3 separate regions of the Mus musculus genome follow, and regions 2 and 3 are each linked to region 1. A link is a contact called in public promoter capture Hi-C data. All regions are on one chromosome and are shown on one strand. The core of a region is the stretch at or near the end of the contact, and the rest is flanking DNA. Distances in the headings are between cores, read along the strand shown. Region 1 holds the start of Hcfc1 (host cell factor C1). Region 2 holds the start of F8 (coagulation factor VIII). Region 3 holds the start of Gab3 (growth factor receptor bound protein 2-associated protein 3).

Region 1 (4,825 bases), core at 1,260-3,759:
TTGGCTTGCAGTATTTATGAGAACATTCTATTGTGCCCAGGACTGTCCATTGAGATTTTTCTGCAGATGTGAAGGCATAGAAAGGGACACTCCCAGATTTGGATAACCATAGCCACCTATAAGCCCCCAGCCCCCAGAGGAACTAATTGGTAGCTTCTGATTTTGAGAACAAAACATGCTGAATTCAGTTAAGCCCCTGGAAGACCAGCAGCTCAGATCCTTTATTTTACAGGAAAGTGTTTGGATTATAAAAGAGACTGGCCAAGGTCACCAGCTCTTAATGGTGCAACAATATAAACAGGGGCTCATCTCTGGCCTTTACTAAATGAATATTTGCAATTGGATAAACTAAAGCTGAGAATACTAAATAAACTTAATACATGAAAAGAAGATTATTACATATTGTTTACAGTATGATATGGTAATTTGCACATGATATTGATATCAAATTATAAGATCTACAGCAGGTTCAATACAGCAACATTAAAGTTATTCAGGCTGCCAGTAGAGCTTGTAATTTAATTTCTAGATCTGTACAAAGCAGCTACAGGACCTATAGTGATCTGTACATATCCTTTGATGACAAAGTCACAGGTGTTTCTGATACTCCTTGTTCTGCTTCCTACATTTTCAACTATAGGAAATGTCAAAATTCCACTAGTAGTTAAAATAAGGATGGAATAAAGAAAGGTTAGTGTGGAGAAATAATCTGCTTTTAGTGTGTGCTCTGGGACATCAGTTTAGGACCTCTGTGCTACAACCTGCCTATGACAGTGATGACAGTGCTGTGTCTAAATGGCCTCCTTGGAGACTTGGAACGTAGACATGAAGACGATAACGCTCCTTTTTCAAGGTTGTTGTGTGAGCTTACAATATTGGCGCGAAAAAAAACAGCGTTCACCATCCGGGGATTTTTACTTCTCTGCCTTTGCTGGGGAAAATTCAAATCTCAAAAAAGGGCGGACCCATAAAGATGTTGTACGCCTGCGCAAAGGTGGGGCGAGAAGCCCTGGGAAGAAGGCGGGGCGGGTGACGCGAGTGGCGCAGACTGCTCCCGCGCTGGCTTTGCTCCGGTGCCGGTAGCCTCCCAGGGCCGCTGGCTGCGGGTAGCCTGGTGCGCTGCAATTCAGAGCGCGTGGCCGAGTCCTTCGGGAGGCGCGGGCGGATGTGGAGACGCCTCGGGGTGTTGCTGGCGCTCCTGGGAGCGGGCAGCAGCTCCGCCCCTGTGAGCTCATGGCGTCACCTTCCGCTCTGGCCCCGCCTGCAGCTACCCGCTGTAGCTGGGTTCTAAGTGTCGCAGAGTGTTCGGAGCGGGAAAAGAGATGCTTCTCAGCAAAGGGTGCAATCGCAGTATTCTTTGCCACCCTTAACTACCATGTGTCATGCCGCCACTGCTAGTTAAAGGCCATTTCTCTGGTTTGTGTCCCATCAGCGACCTGGGAGACAGTTCCCAGGGGGCGTGGCCAAGCGACTGAACGGAGTTAGATTTTCATCCGGGCATCCCTAGATGCCGCGGCCATCTTTGTTTTGTGCTGAAACTCGCTATTGACGCCCGCAGACGACCGGGCGTGGGGAAGTGGCAAGATGGCGACTCCCAGAGTGGAGGCGTGGAAGAGCCCTGGTGGGGGGGAGTGCAGGGCGGGGCACTACTGCACCTGACCTGAACTCTACTGTCTCTAGCTTACTGCACAGAGCACCAACTCGCCCGCAAATAGACAACGCACTGGTTTTTAAAGAAGCTTTTAATTCTTTATGAGCTTTGGGTCCTTTAAGAGGCTTGAGACCAGAGTCAAAGACGTGCGAAGGCGGGGAGGAGGGGGAAAGGTGACGTCTTCTGACCCCGCCCCCTCGCCCGATAGCCGCCATGTTTAGTTGTTACTTCTTCACACAAGATGGCGGCTCCCAGGGAGGAGGCATGATCGCCCTGCCGTTACCGCTTCTTCTGCCGTACAATTGTCACTTCGGGTCTTAACTCCTGCTCTTTCGAGCGGCTCCTGTGGGAAGGAGTCTTAAGGAGGGAAGCGAGGATTGGACGCTGCCTTGCGTTTGGTTTGCTGTGGAAGAACTGTCCAGGAAGAAGAGGATAGGTGGGGTGGGGGGGGGAAGAGAAGCTAGTCTCAAGATGGCGGCTCCCAGGGCGGCCGCCACAGCCTGAATAGCAGAGGCGGACTCAAGGGAGAGGTGCAAAACCTCTCGAGCCATACGGGTCGGGGCTTCGAGCAGCAACTGAGAGTTGGAGCCCGTTCCGCCAGCCTCTGACACGCCTTTATTACTTAGGAACGTTGGGGTTCTGCGATCGGTGGTTGTACTAAGTGCTGGGTGGGGAAGCAGGACGGTTTCAAGATGGCGGCTTCCACAATTGTGGTCTGACTGTCGGCGAAGTTGAGACAACCGCGGCATTTGTGGCTCTTTTCCACCCGCCCCGGAAGCCAGCCAGTGCTGGGGACGGGGGGTGTGGGAACCGGGCCGGGGCTCCGCCATTTCCGGCGGGGGAGGGCTACGACTGAGGAAGGGAGGAGAGAGAGGCGGCTCAAGATGGCGGCTCCCAGAGCCTCCTGCTCGAGGTTCTAAGCGGGAACACCCAGGCAAATAGTTAGAGCGACGGCGCTCAGTGGCCTCCAGCTTCTCGGGAATAGGTGCTCTGCAGTTCTGAGAAGCTTTTAAGGATACGAGCTGAGTGAGAAGGGGGGGAAGAGCCAAAGGAAGGAGGATAGTTAAGATGGCGGCCTCCATGGAGTCGTCCACCGCTGTGTAAGGAGCCGCTTCTTCGTGAGAGCTGCCTTAGACGAAAGGGGGTGTGTGAAGAATTAAGGGTATCCTCCCATTCAGTGACCTCTTCCCACTGCATCCTTAACCGGAACTATGGCTTCGGCTGTGTCTCCCGCAAACTTGCCAGCGGTGCTTCTGCAGCCCCGCTGGAAACGGGTGGTGGGCTGGTCGGGTCCCGTGCCCCGACCCCGCCACGGCCACCGTGCAGTGGCTATCAAGGAGCTTATAGTGGTGTTTGGCGGCGGCAACGAGGGGATAGTGGACGAACTACACGTGTACAACACTGGTAAGTGCTACCGCCCTGGGTTTCTCAAAGTCTTCCCTCCATCTCTCTCCTAACCCTTCTTTTCCCTATCTTCTCTTTTCCTATCTCACTCCCCTGATGTGTTTTCCTTCTCTCTTTGCACTTATTGCCATCTTTGCTTTCTCCCTGATTTTTCAACCCCCGTTCTTACACCCCCGTACTCTTCTGTGTTTAAAGGTTGCATTTCGGTACTTAGAGAAACCCTCTACTCCGACTGGTGAGGGGGAGGGGATGTCGCGGGCGACAGTGACTTCAGACGTACACCGTTACCCAGTGGGCTGGGGCTGGCGCGGCAGCGGATGTGTTCTCTTGGCGCAGGCGGAATCCTCCCCCCTCCTGCGATAGTCCTCATCTCCAGCGCCCATGCTCGTTCGGGAGAAAAGATAATATTTAGATCACAGATCCGTTCTCTACACCCAGAAAAAAAGAGGGAAGCATTCTTTAAGGTGCAGGCTTTTAACAGACTAATGAGACCCTCGTGGCAAATACGAATGGCATGATGACTATACTGCCCCCCCCTACACACACATGGGGGTATTGTACCAGTTGTGAATTTTTGTAGTTTTTTTTTCCTTCAAATTATTTCTTTTCCTAATCTGGTGCCTTAACAATTGAGTTCCCCCACCCCGCCCCCCATAGCAGACTGGAGGGCTCAGTGTGTCTTTTGTGTGTGTGTGTGTGTGTGTGTGTGTGTGTGTGTGTGTGAGAGAGAGAGAGAGAGAGAGAGAGAGAGAGAGAGAGAGAGAGATTGAAGGGGTTAACTAGTGCCTCCTTCCCCAAACCCAAGCCCTTGCAAATTGGGAGGAGCCTATCTGCAGGTATAGCTGATCTAAAGCCTGGCCTCTGTCCCCTCCCTTATGGGAGCCACATGTTGTTCCTTGCTTGCTTCCCTTGCTCTGTCTTTAGGGCAGAAAGCTTTGAGTCCTTCTCTGGTAGCCTCTTGGCACTTTCTGCACATGTAGTACGGGGGATTGGCCTGAGTCGCCGGTTGACTGCCCAAGAGCCTTCAGGACCTTTTCCTTGCCCTAAGGGAAAAGAAGTGCTGGGGCTTGCCAAAGCTGAAAGTATGTGCCAGTTGTGTCCAGGTGAGAGCCAGCCCCCTTGCCTCTGGTAGACTAGAAGCTTCCCTCTGCTGCAGTAGGTGCAGCCTGCAGTGCTTCCTCCCTTGCCAGCTCCTTAGCCTCTTCCGTGCACCCTCATCCTTTCTGGGCCCCTGCGGTCCCAGGCACCTCCTCTTCATTTGAGGGCAGGACCAAGTGTGAAGCAATTGACCCCACCCTCCATCTCACACACTCCACACTGAGGAGGCAGAAAGTAGGCAGGAGATCGTGGTCTGGGGTAGTTCATGGAACAAGAATTGGAGCCAGACTCTCCTGGCAGCTTCTCAGCACCTCCCCTGCCAGGCTGAGTATACAGGCCTGCCTCTGCACCTCTGAACTATTCCCCCTCCCAAGTTGACTCTGAAAGACTGGTGGGTTCAACCCTCTTGAGTTCCTTGTCTCTCCACACCTGTTGCCTGCAGGGAGCTGGGCTTTTCTCAGGGCCTCTGCAGAAAGGGGGGTGGGAAGGTTGGTGATGCTTATGTCAGCCCAGGCAGCTGTGGTGGCAGAAATTAGCCCAGTAAGGTAAGGCTAAGGGCAGGGGTACAACTTGTGTAGTAGTAGAGCTGTTTTTAGAGATGTCTTCCACAGGAGCAGCAGCAACACCTTCTCCATTTCCTGGACCACCTTTCTTCTACTAAGGCCCGGAGCA
Region 2 (4,825 bases), core at 825-3,324, 1.4 Mb before region 1:
TTAGATTTTGCATATTTATGTAAACAATGAACTTATGTTAATTCTGACATTAATTTCAAGGCTGTTTAAGTTCAGGAAAACACATCTTACACTTTTTAAAAGCATTCCAACCACTTAATAATGTACACTTGTATTATGACTGCTGCTTCTTCCGCTTTAAAGTTTTTTTTTTAACTTTGTGTATATGAGTATTTGCATGTGTTTGAGTACAGCACGTGTACGCAGTACCTGAGGCCAAACAGGACTTCCGATCCCTTGGGACTGGAGAGGGGAGTGATACAAATATCTCAATTAGAATTGAGCACTTTATTGCCTCTTATCCTCTGTACATATACTAGTTGTGAGTCTATTAGAAAAAAGAAGATTCTTAGATGAGGAGTGAAAGATCCCCTATTTTATCGGTATAATAGTAAAAAAAATTGGGAGGAGACAGTTTATTTTTGTGTCCATTTAGGAAAGCAGTTCTTCCCTATGACTTAGGCAGCCATGGGGTTTTGGCTTTCTAACAGGTATCGGTTCTATCCTGTGGAGTGGGCCTTAAATACAAACATGAAGTGATTAGTTACTCCTACTATATTTATGCCACTACCATAGCAATGAGGCTATTTTGACATATCAGTCATTATATAGTACCTCACAGGGTTCTTAGATGCTTTGTAAGACTGTCAATAACTTGTCACCCCAAATAGCACACATGTAACCTTCCAGCACTGTGAAATCTTGTCAGTGCCAGCTTGATTTCCCCATGTTTTATGACTCAACTATGTTGTGTCATCAGCAATACGATCTTAACCATGAAGTTCTGTAGATTGCCAAAAAATTGGCAGTACCTTATAATGTTTGGGGGTTTATGGAGCCAACAAACTCCAAAAGAGGTGACCCATTCCTGGCACTGGGCTTTATATTTGTTACCCTGCAGTGTTTAGTAGGGACATTGTCATCCTGATGTAGGGGTAACTCCATTTAAATTCTTATATATGTATACATGTATATTTTATTTAAAAAGCTTCTACAGTAGTAGGTTTTCATATTTTTTTCAAGTATCTTTAGTGTTAATAATCACTACCCATACTCACTTCTCTCTCCTGCCCTCCTATCCTTACCCCACGTAACCCTTCAACTTCTCCTGTTCCCTTTTCATATCAACTGCAGTATATCCCATTTCCCTTGAAATCTGCCTTCCCTTGTTGGCCCCTTGCTAGTTTCCTGATCTCTATGGATACTCCAATTTAAGACAGATATCTAAAGATTCAGAGTTAGCATTCACATGTGAGAGAGAATCTGAGGCATTTGTTTTTCTGGGTCTAGGTTACCTTATGGAGAATGATTATTTCCAGCTCTATCCATTTACCTGCAAATTTAATTTCATTTTTCTTTACAGCTGAGTAATAAATATTCCATTGTGTGAATGTACCACATTTTCATTATCCATTCTTCAGTTGGTGGATGTTGGCTCTTTCCTTTTTCATTCAATTATGAATTGAATGGCAATGAATATGGATATACAAGTATCTCTATAGTGGAATGTACAATCCTTTTAGATGTATGCCCAAGAGTGATATAGCTGGGTCATATGATAAGTTTGTTTCCAGCTTTTTGAGGAGGGAGGGTGTCTTAGTTAAAGTTTCTCTGGCTGTAATAAAACACCATGACCAAAAGCAACAGGGTTTATTTCAACTTATACTTCCATGTAATAAACAATTCACTAATCAATTTCACTGATGGAAATGAGGACAGAATCTCAAAAGGGCAGGAACCTGGGTGCCAGAACTGAATCAGAGATCATGGAGGAACATTGCTTACTGACTGATCATTATGTCTTGATCCGCCTATTTTCTTATACAATTCAAGAACACCTGTCCAAGAGTAGCTCTGCCTATGACTACCTGGGGCCTCCCATAGTAATCATTAATAAAAAAGCAACAGCAAATAAAACATATGGTACAGGTATCCTATCTGGATCTCTAGGCCATGTGGGCAGCTGGAAAGTTTCTGCGGAGAAAGTAGGCTGGAATCTGGTGAATCCCAAAGTGGAAGCTTTTACATTCCATGCAGACTCCAGAATCTTCACTATCTAGAGTTTCTTTGCTACAGGTACCAAGGAACAGTCTTTTAGAATAGGCTAGGAATTTAAATACACCTGAACGCCCCTCCTCAGTATTCTGTTCCTTTTCTTAAGGATTCAAACTTGTTAGGATGCACCCAGCAGGAAATGGGTTAAGCCTTAGCTCAGCCACTCTTCCTATTCCAGTTTTCCTGTGCCTGCTTCCTACTACCCAAAAGGAAGTAATCCTTTCAGATCTGTTTTGTGCTAATGCTACTTTCACTCACAGTAGATAAACTTCCAGAAAATGCTCTGCAAAATATTTAGGACTTTTTACTAAATCATTACATTTTCTTTTTGTTCTTAAAAGCTAAAGTTATTTTAGAGAAGAGTTAAATTTTCATTTCTTTAGTTGAACATTTTCTAGTAATAAAAGCCATGCAAATAGCACTCTTCGCTTGCTTCTTTCTGAGCCTTTTCAATTTCTGCTCTAGTGCCATCAGAAGATACTACCTTGGTGCAGTGGAATTGTCCTGGAACTATATTCAGAGTGATCTGCTCAGTGTGCTGCATACAGACTCAAGGTAAAAATCCTCTGTCAAGTGCAACATTGTGAAGATGTGATTTTGACTGTGTTTATTTGTATGACCCAACTCATACATATATTACAAATGATGAATTAAGGTTGTTTCTACTGACATGGAGAAAAGTCTACTAGGTGTTTCTTAGTGTAAAAGCATATAAATTATGTATAATATTCCATTTTTATAAAATTAATAATTACTAATCAAAACTCTGTGTGTGTTTGTTTGTGTGTATGTGTGTGAGAGGGTGGTAGGGAAAAGACATTCTAAGCAATTAGACTGCGTAGACTAAGGGGTCCAGTCAGTAATTTTTAACTTTTACAATGTTGTTGTTACACACATTATTTCTACACAAAAGTACACATCTACACAAAAAAAATAAACACATTCATCTCATTACCATTTGGAATGGAGAGGGTCTTTATCATATATTGTTATGTACTGTGTTCATTAACTCACCAATTCACTCATTTTGTGGTACTTCGGGTCTCCTGTTTTATTTATGAATGCTTTATCATTGAGATAAAATCCCAGACACATTACTGTTATTTTAGTGAATAGATTATCTGGTGGTATCTTGCTGGAACAAAGGACATAGTTCTGTTTTAGTTTTTTCTTTTGTTTTGTCTTTATATCTCTGGCTGGCCTGGGACTCACTATGAAGACCAGAATGGCCCAGAACTCCAAAATATCCACTTGCCTCTGCTTCCTAAGTTTGGGATTAAAGGTATGAGCCACCACAATCAGCTGTTTTAGTTTAAATTTTTAGAACGTTCAAGACTCTTCATGCATTTTGATCTTCAGAGCATGGGATTATACTTACCTCTGCATTTGCATCAGGAATAAGTCTAACATTATTGCTTAATTTTTTCCAGTCTTATAAGCATAGAATATTGTATCTTTAATTGTAATATTTTATTTGTAATGAGATTCATCATCTTTTAAAATGCGTGTTGGCTATCAGAGTTAATTTTTCAGACTTTACTTTTTTTATGTTTCACCCATATTTCTTTGGGGTCTTCCATTTTTTTTAGCTGCAAAAACACTTATTACATGTATTCATTATCCTTTATTTATATTATAATTTCTCCTAAGATTATCTATCTCTTGCCTTACTTTATAACTTACTTATGAAAACACTTAATTTTTATAGTCAAATATTAATTTTTCACATCCTTAGTTTTGACAGTGTTGGTTAAAATGTCTTTCACACCTCAAGGTTATATGTATGTCCTTCTAGATTTTGTTGTAAGAATTTAGTATTTTTGACTCTAATTTATCTTGACATTTATTTTGAATGGTATCTAGAGAGTGATCTATTTAGCTTGACTTCCATCTGTGTAAATAGCCTATCATAATTGCACCACCACATTCACCTCTCTAGCTTTATTTTTAATCATCATTAGTGAGTTTTGGTATTAAAGTTTGGTTTAATTTATCATATAAATTGGTGAGTATTCCATCCTTTTCTATAGAATTCTCTGTTATTTAAAAATTAGGCAAGACTTACTTATGATTCCATTTGTCCCCAGTGAGATTTAGGATAGTGTTGATAACATTTCCAGTGGAAAGCTCTTTTAGTTTTAACAATTGCTTTGCTACAGTGTTTTACTTTTTCATGAATCTTTAAATTGTCTGTAGTTACACGCCCTTAAATTCCTGTGTCTTTGCTAGTTATTTGTGAATAAGCTTGCCAAAAATTTCCCTGTTTTGTTTGTGGTAGTTCTTTAAAAGAATGAATTTGGAGGTTTTATTTTATTTGAGACAGGATTGCATGTAGCCCATATTGGCTTCCAACTTATTATGTAGATGATAAAGATGACTTTGAACTTCTGATCCTCATGTCTCTACCTCTTGAGTTCTGAAATAACAGGTATGCACCACAAAATTTAACATTTCTGAGTTGTTTTTTAATTTGAGGATTTTATACATGAGTAAATTTTATTTGCATCATTTTTACCCCCTATTTGCCCTTCCGACTTTCTCATGCACCCCCAAATATTTCCTCTCAAATTTATGTGTCCATTGGTACAGAATGCCTGTTCTGCCCAGAAGACACTATCCCAAAACAGTCATTCTGGTCCTTAGTCTCTTATAATCTTTCTGTCTACTTTTCCATTATGTTTCCTAAGTCCTAGATATACTTTATTACAGATTTCCCATTTGGGTCTGGTCCCCATGGCCACCTATTCTCTAC
Region 3 (4,825 bases), core at 1,394-3,893, 1.1 Mb before region 1:
GAGACTCCTTTCTCTGTGATAACTCCAGCTGTGTCAAGTTGACACACAAAATCAGCCAGTACAGTTAATGTCCTGGCTAGAAAGCAAATATAGGATAGAACTGAGACATACCAATCATAGTCTCATGAGCAGTCACATAATTATTGCCATTGTGTTCTTCCCCTACTTAACTTTTCCTGTCTTCCTTTTGTCTATATTTTGTACATGTCAAGTAAAAATTCATAAAGCTTGCCTTTATAAGTTTTTCTTTAGCTTGTAGTTTATTGATTTGGGATGATACCTGAACTAGGAGAGGAATAATTATCCCACAGACATGACTACATGGAATAATTGTACAATTCAATGAAACCATTGCTATTTTGTTTTAGAGATATTTTCTTAGTTTGTAGGAAGGATAATGGCATTGCTTTGTGTGAATATGTTGTTTCTATAGTAAGTTTATTTTGTGTATAATGATTTTGTGTAGTTAGTAGCAAGAGGAGTATTTTGTGTGTCTCAACTTATATTTTCCTTGTATATTTGGAGAAGTAGGAAAGCTAAATAAAGATATTTAACATTCTCTTATCTAGATTTTTCCATAAGAATTGTGTTTGGCTAATTATATAGGTTTAGTGTGAGACACAGAAATCAGTGAAGAGAACAGATGGTTGCAATGACATGAGTTGGCAGCAGCTGGAGTCCAGCTTTATGACAGATCCTCATTCTCTGCTTTGTACTCTTGGTATACCTTGAAGCCCTGACTAGTGACACTCCTTGATTTCATGGCTCCTGTTCTGCCAATGAGTTTGCTAAGTGCTACCTTTGTGAAGTTAACCCATCCCCACTTGAAACACCTAGAATGAACTCTCTCCTTTGATCCCTGCTTATACAATGATAATGAACCCTGCATATCATCTCTCCCTAGACATTGTGAATGTCATGTTGAGAGAATTAGTTTTTGTAAAATTTTCTTCTAATTATCATTTCCAAGTGAGAAGCACTATACCAAGGAAAAAAGACCATTGCATATTAGGAAGCTGACCAGATGCCACCAAACATCACATGGATTGTAGTCACATCTTGGATGCTGATTCTAACTTTACTATGGTGCTTTCCAGTTTTTATTTATTGATTGATTGATTGACTGATTGATTGGTTGGTTGGTTTTTTTGAGACAGGGTTTCTCTGTATAGCCCTGGCTGTCCTGGAACTCACTCTGTAGATCAGGCTGGCCTCGAACTCAGAAATCCACCTGCCTCTGCCTCCCAAGTGCTGGGATTAAAGACGTGCGCCACCACTGCCTGGTGCTTTCCAGTTTTTAAAGTGTGTTCACAAAGAGAAGGTAGTGTTTAGAGGGATGAACTCTCTTTTTTTTAAAAAAGATTTATTTATCATCATATGTTATATATTAATGTATATTAATTAACACACACAATTAATTAATATAATAATATATTGATTAATATATTGTTATATGTTAATTATTATATTAACATTAATTATATTACTATAAGTACACTATAGCTGTGTTCAGACACCCCAGATGAGGGCATCAGATCTCATTACAGATGATTGTGAACCACCATGTGGTTCCTGGGATTTGAACTCAGGACCTTTGAAAGGGTAGTCAGTGCTCTTAACTGCTGAGCCACCTCTCCAGCCCAGGGGCTAATTCTTGAGACAGACAACTAACTCTGCTATTGGTAACTTCCTACGTGTGTGCTCTATATAGGGGGCAGTATTGTTCTGTTTCTTGTCTTATGCATGGGCAAAACTGACTCAACAATATAGCTTATAGGGTGTTTGTGTAGATGCTGTGAAGCACTTATGACAATGGCTGGCATATGGTACTCAGTAGTCACAATAAATATCAGTTTATTTTTGTTATTAGAGTTCCCAGCATACAAGCTGGCTCAACCTTATATTTACCTTTTAAAACCCCAGAGTTTAGTAAGGTGCAGCTAGTACTACTGCTGAATTCAGATCATTTTTGTTCATTAGAACATTTAAACAGTTCTGCCCTGGAAGCTCATTATTGAACACAATGATCTTTGGAAGAGGGGCATAAAAATCACACTACTTTGCAAACAATCAAGTGGAGCAGGGAAGTGGAAGAGGAGTCTTTCTTTCTCTGTTAACTATATACATGACAGATATGAGCCATAGATTTTTGTTCTGCAGCGTCTGAGCTAAGGAAACCAACCCTTTTGACATAGCTCTTCAGGGATGGTGATGAAAGCAACAGGATCATTGGCTGCCATTAGGTCACCTAGTGTTTTCCTGGGGGGAGGAGGGGTGGCAGGCTCCTTCCTCCCTCTGCTATAACTATGAAGGTAACAATCTAGGCACCTGGGAAACAGCAGCAGAGCATCCTGCTTGGGGTCTCCAGAAGCAGAGCCTCCTGCAGCACAGCAATTGCTCGAAGAGGCTTTCTTATCTTTGCTGCTTATTCCACCCCCGCCCCGCCCCCGCCCCCGCCTCCGCCCCCCCCCCCCCCCCGCAGTCTAAACTCAAGAACAGCGACTACTGTCCATCCCTTCCTCAAGTCCTGGGGGTGGGAGGAGGGCGAGGAGGGGGCGTCGCTCAGCAACTTGGGGCGGCGCTATGTAGGTAGGAACGCCCCATGGCATCCCTGGCTAGACTTCCTCCTGTCGCAGGCGGCCAGCCCAGCTGGAGGAAGCAGCAGCAGCAGCAGCAGCAGCAGCAGCAGCAGCAGCAGCAGCAGCAGCAGCAGCAGAAGAAGAAGAAGAAGAAGAAGAAGAAGAAGAAGAAGAAGAAGCAGCAGCAGCAGCAGCAGCAGAAGCGGCTGCGGCGGCGGCGGCGGCCAGGATGAGCACTGGTGACACTGTGTGCATGGGCTGGCTCATCAAGTCGCCTCCCGAGAGGAAGCTGCAGCGCTATGTGAGTAGGGGTGCCGACTCAACCCTGGCCTTCGTGCCCTCGGTTCTCTGCTCGTGGGGTGGCCGTGTGTGGCCCTGGGGAGTCCCTGACTCTAGGCGCGCCAAATATAACTGTTCCCAGAGCCCTAGCTGCAGGCGAGGCCATTGGACGTTGGAAAGTGAAATCGCACGTCAAGCTGTTCTGAGTCCTGCAGCAGGCTGGCCTGGTGCCTCTTGCCTGCTGTGTTCAGTGTCTCTATACTGCCACACTCAGCGGTAGATGGAGGTGGGTTGGAGCTGAAACCCCCAACCCAGCTTGTATGCTGGAACAACCAGAGAGACTTCTCTAAAGGGTGCCCTGTCTCCAACTGGAGTTCCATTTCACAGCGAGAACAGGGCGAGGGACAGGGACGTGGACAGTAAGAGGAAACTTGTGTGGGCCACTCAGTGAAGCTGCTGCATTCCTCTTGTAATGAGTACTGTCATAGCTATCATAGAACACTCTTGTTGGGAGCCTACCACACAGTGTAACTCTTTTCTCATTATGTCCCTTCTCAGCATATTCTTTATGATGACATGGAGCTTTTCTAGTACAGCTGGAACCATTGACATTTCCTATTATGAAATAAGGAACCCCGGAGAACTACATCTTTCTACCCGTCATATGACCATATTTAAATAAGTTGCACACAACTCAAAAAGTTCATTATATCTAGTGTTCTCAGGATAAGATCATAAAAATATTCTGCTTAAAGACTCGATTGTTACTGAGCTGTCTTTAGCCATTAACAAGAATCACTTTAGTCCCCGGGGGGTTGTATATACAGATATTAGGATTTCTTGCCCTTGGGGTTTGGTGGAACTGGAAGTAGCTTGATGGATCCTTGTCCTTTATAATTTCTAATTTCTCTGCAAAACCAAAGCATGCAGGTGGGAACTACCCTGTTCAGGTTTGCAGTCAGCTGAGGCATTCCACCACAAATGGGGTTCTACCTGGTACTTATGTCTATAGCTTTCTAACTGGGGTCCTTATTTCACCAGCCAGTACTTTTTTTTTTTTTCATATTAAAGAGCACATATCATGTAGAAATTCAGGGGTGGAATTATAAGAAGATATCAATGATGTATGGATATTTCTGAAATTTGTAACAGAAGCTTTTCCTGAATATGAAGTTTCTCAGTGGTCCCTTACCCCATTCCTGAGTTAGACAGTGACTCACTCTTAGCAGTTTTCCATACAATCTAACTCTTTTTCTCATCATGTCCCTTCTCAGCATATTCCTTATGATGATAGGTTTTTGTTGTTTGTGCTATTGAATAAAAGAATGTTGTTCTACTAAGCATGTAGCCATCACAGATGCAAAATATAAACACTTCTTTGAATAATATCAGTATGCTACCTCCCCCCATCTTTCTCTCTGAGACAGGGCCTCTACATAGCCTTGGCTGTGCTAGAACTCACTGTGTAGACCAGTTTGGCCTCAAAGTCAGAGATCTACCTGCCGCTTCTTGAGTGCTGAGATTAAAGGCATTGCCACTATACCTGGCCCCACATCATGCTTTTGATTTCACAAATTCCTAAGCACAGAGTCCCACATCTCTCATCCAAGCTGTTTCCCTAACTTTTCAACTACTTTGAAGATGTATTGATGGGCTACAGCGATGGCTCAGTGGTTAAGAGCACTGACTGCTCTTCCAGAGATCCTAAGTTCAATTCTCAGCAACCACATGGTAGCTCACAACCATCTGTAATGAGATCTGATGCCCTCTTCTGGTGTGTCTGATGACAGTGACAGTGTACTCATATTAATAAAATAAATAGGGTTTTTTTTTTGTTTTTTGTTTTTTTTTTTTTTTTGGTGTTTTCGAGACAGGGTTTCTTTGTATACCCCTGGCTGTCCTGGCACTCACTCTGTAGACCAGGCTGGCCTCGAATTCAGAAATCTGCCTGCCTCTGCCTCCCAAGT

Evidence for each region. Promoter capture Hi-C pulls out the DNA fragments that hold promoters and counts their contacts.
Region 2: a contact with region 1 is called in a promoter capture Hi-C map of erythroid cells, with 34 times the contacts expected there. The contact joins the promoter of F8 here to the promoter of Hcfc1 in region 1. A contact is called at or near these places in 2 of 39 promoter capture datasets (erythroid cells and pre-B cells).
Region 3: a contact with region 1 is called in a promoter capture Hi-C map of the C10 cell line, with 6 times the contacts expected there. The contact joins the promoter of Gab3 here to the promoter of Hcfc1 in region 1. A contact is called at or near these places in 3 of 39 promoter capture datasets (the C10 cell line, erythroid cells and pre-B cells).

Annotation. Positions count from the first base shown.
Region 1 is chrX:73,964,041-73,968,865 of GRCm38.p6, reverse strand. Hcfc1 (host cell factor C1) reads left to right here and starts at 2,509. Exons shown (of 26, transcript NM_008224.4): 1 at 2,509-3,055. The coding sequence starts at 2,863.
Region 2 is chrX:75,377,290-75,382,114 of GRCm38.p6, reverse strand. F8 (coagulation factor VIII) reads left to right here and starts at 2,074. Exons shown (of 26, transcript NM_007977.2): 1 at 2,074-2,628. The coding sequence starts at 2,483.
Region 3 is chrX:75,082,723-75,087,547 of GRCm38.p6, reverse strand. Gab3 (growth factor receptor bound protein 2-associated protein 3) reads left to right here and starts at 2,643. Exons shown (of 10, transcript NM_181584.4): 1 at 2,643-2,880. The coding sequence starts at 2,809.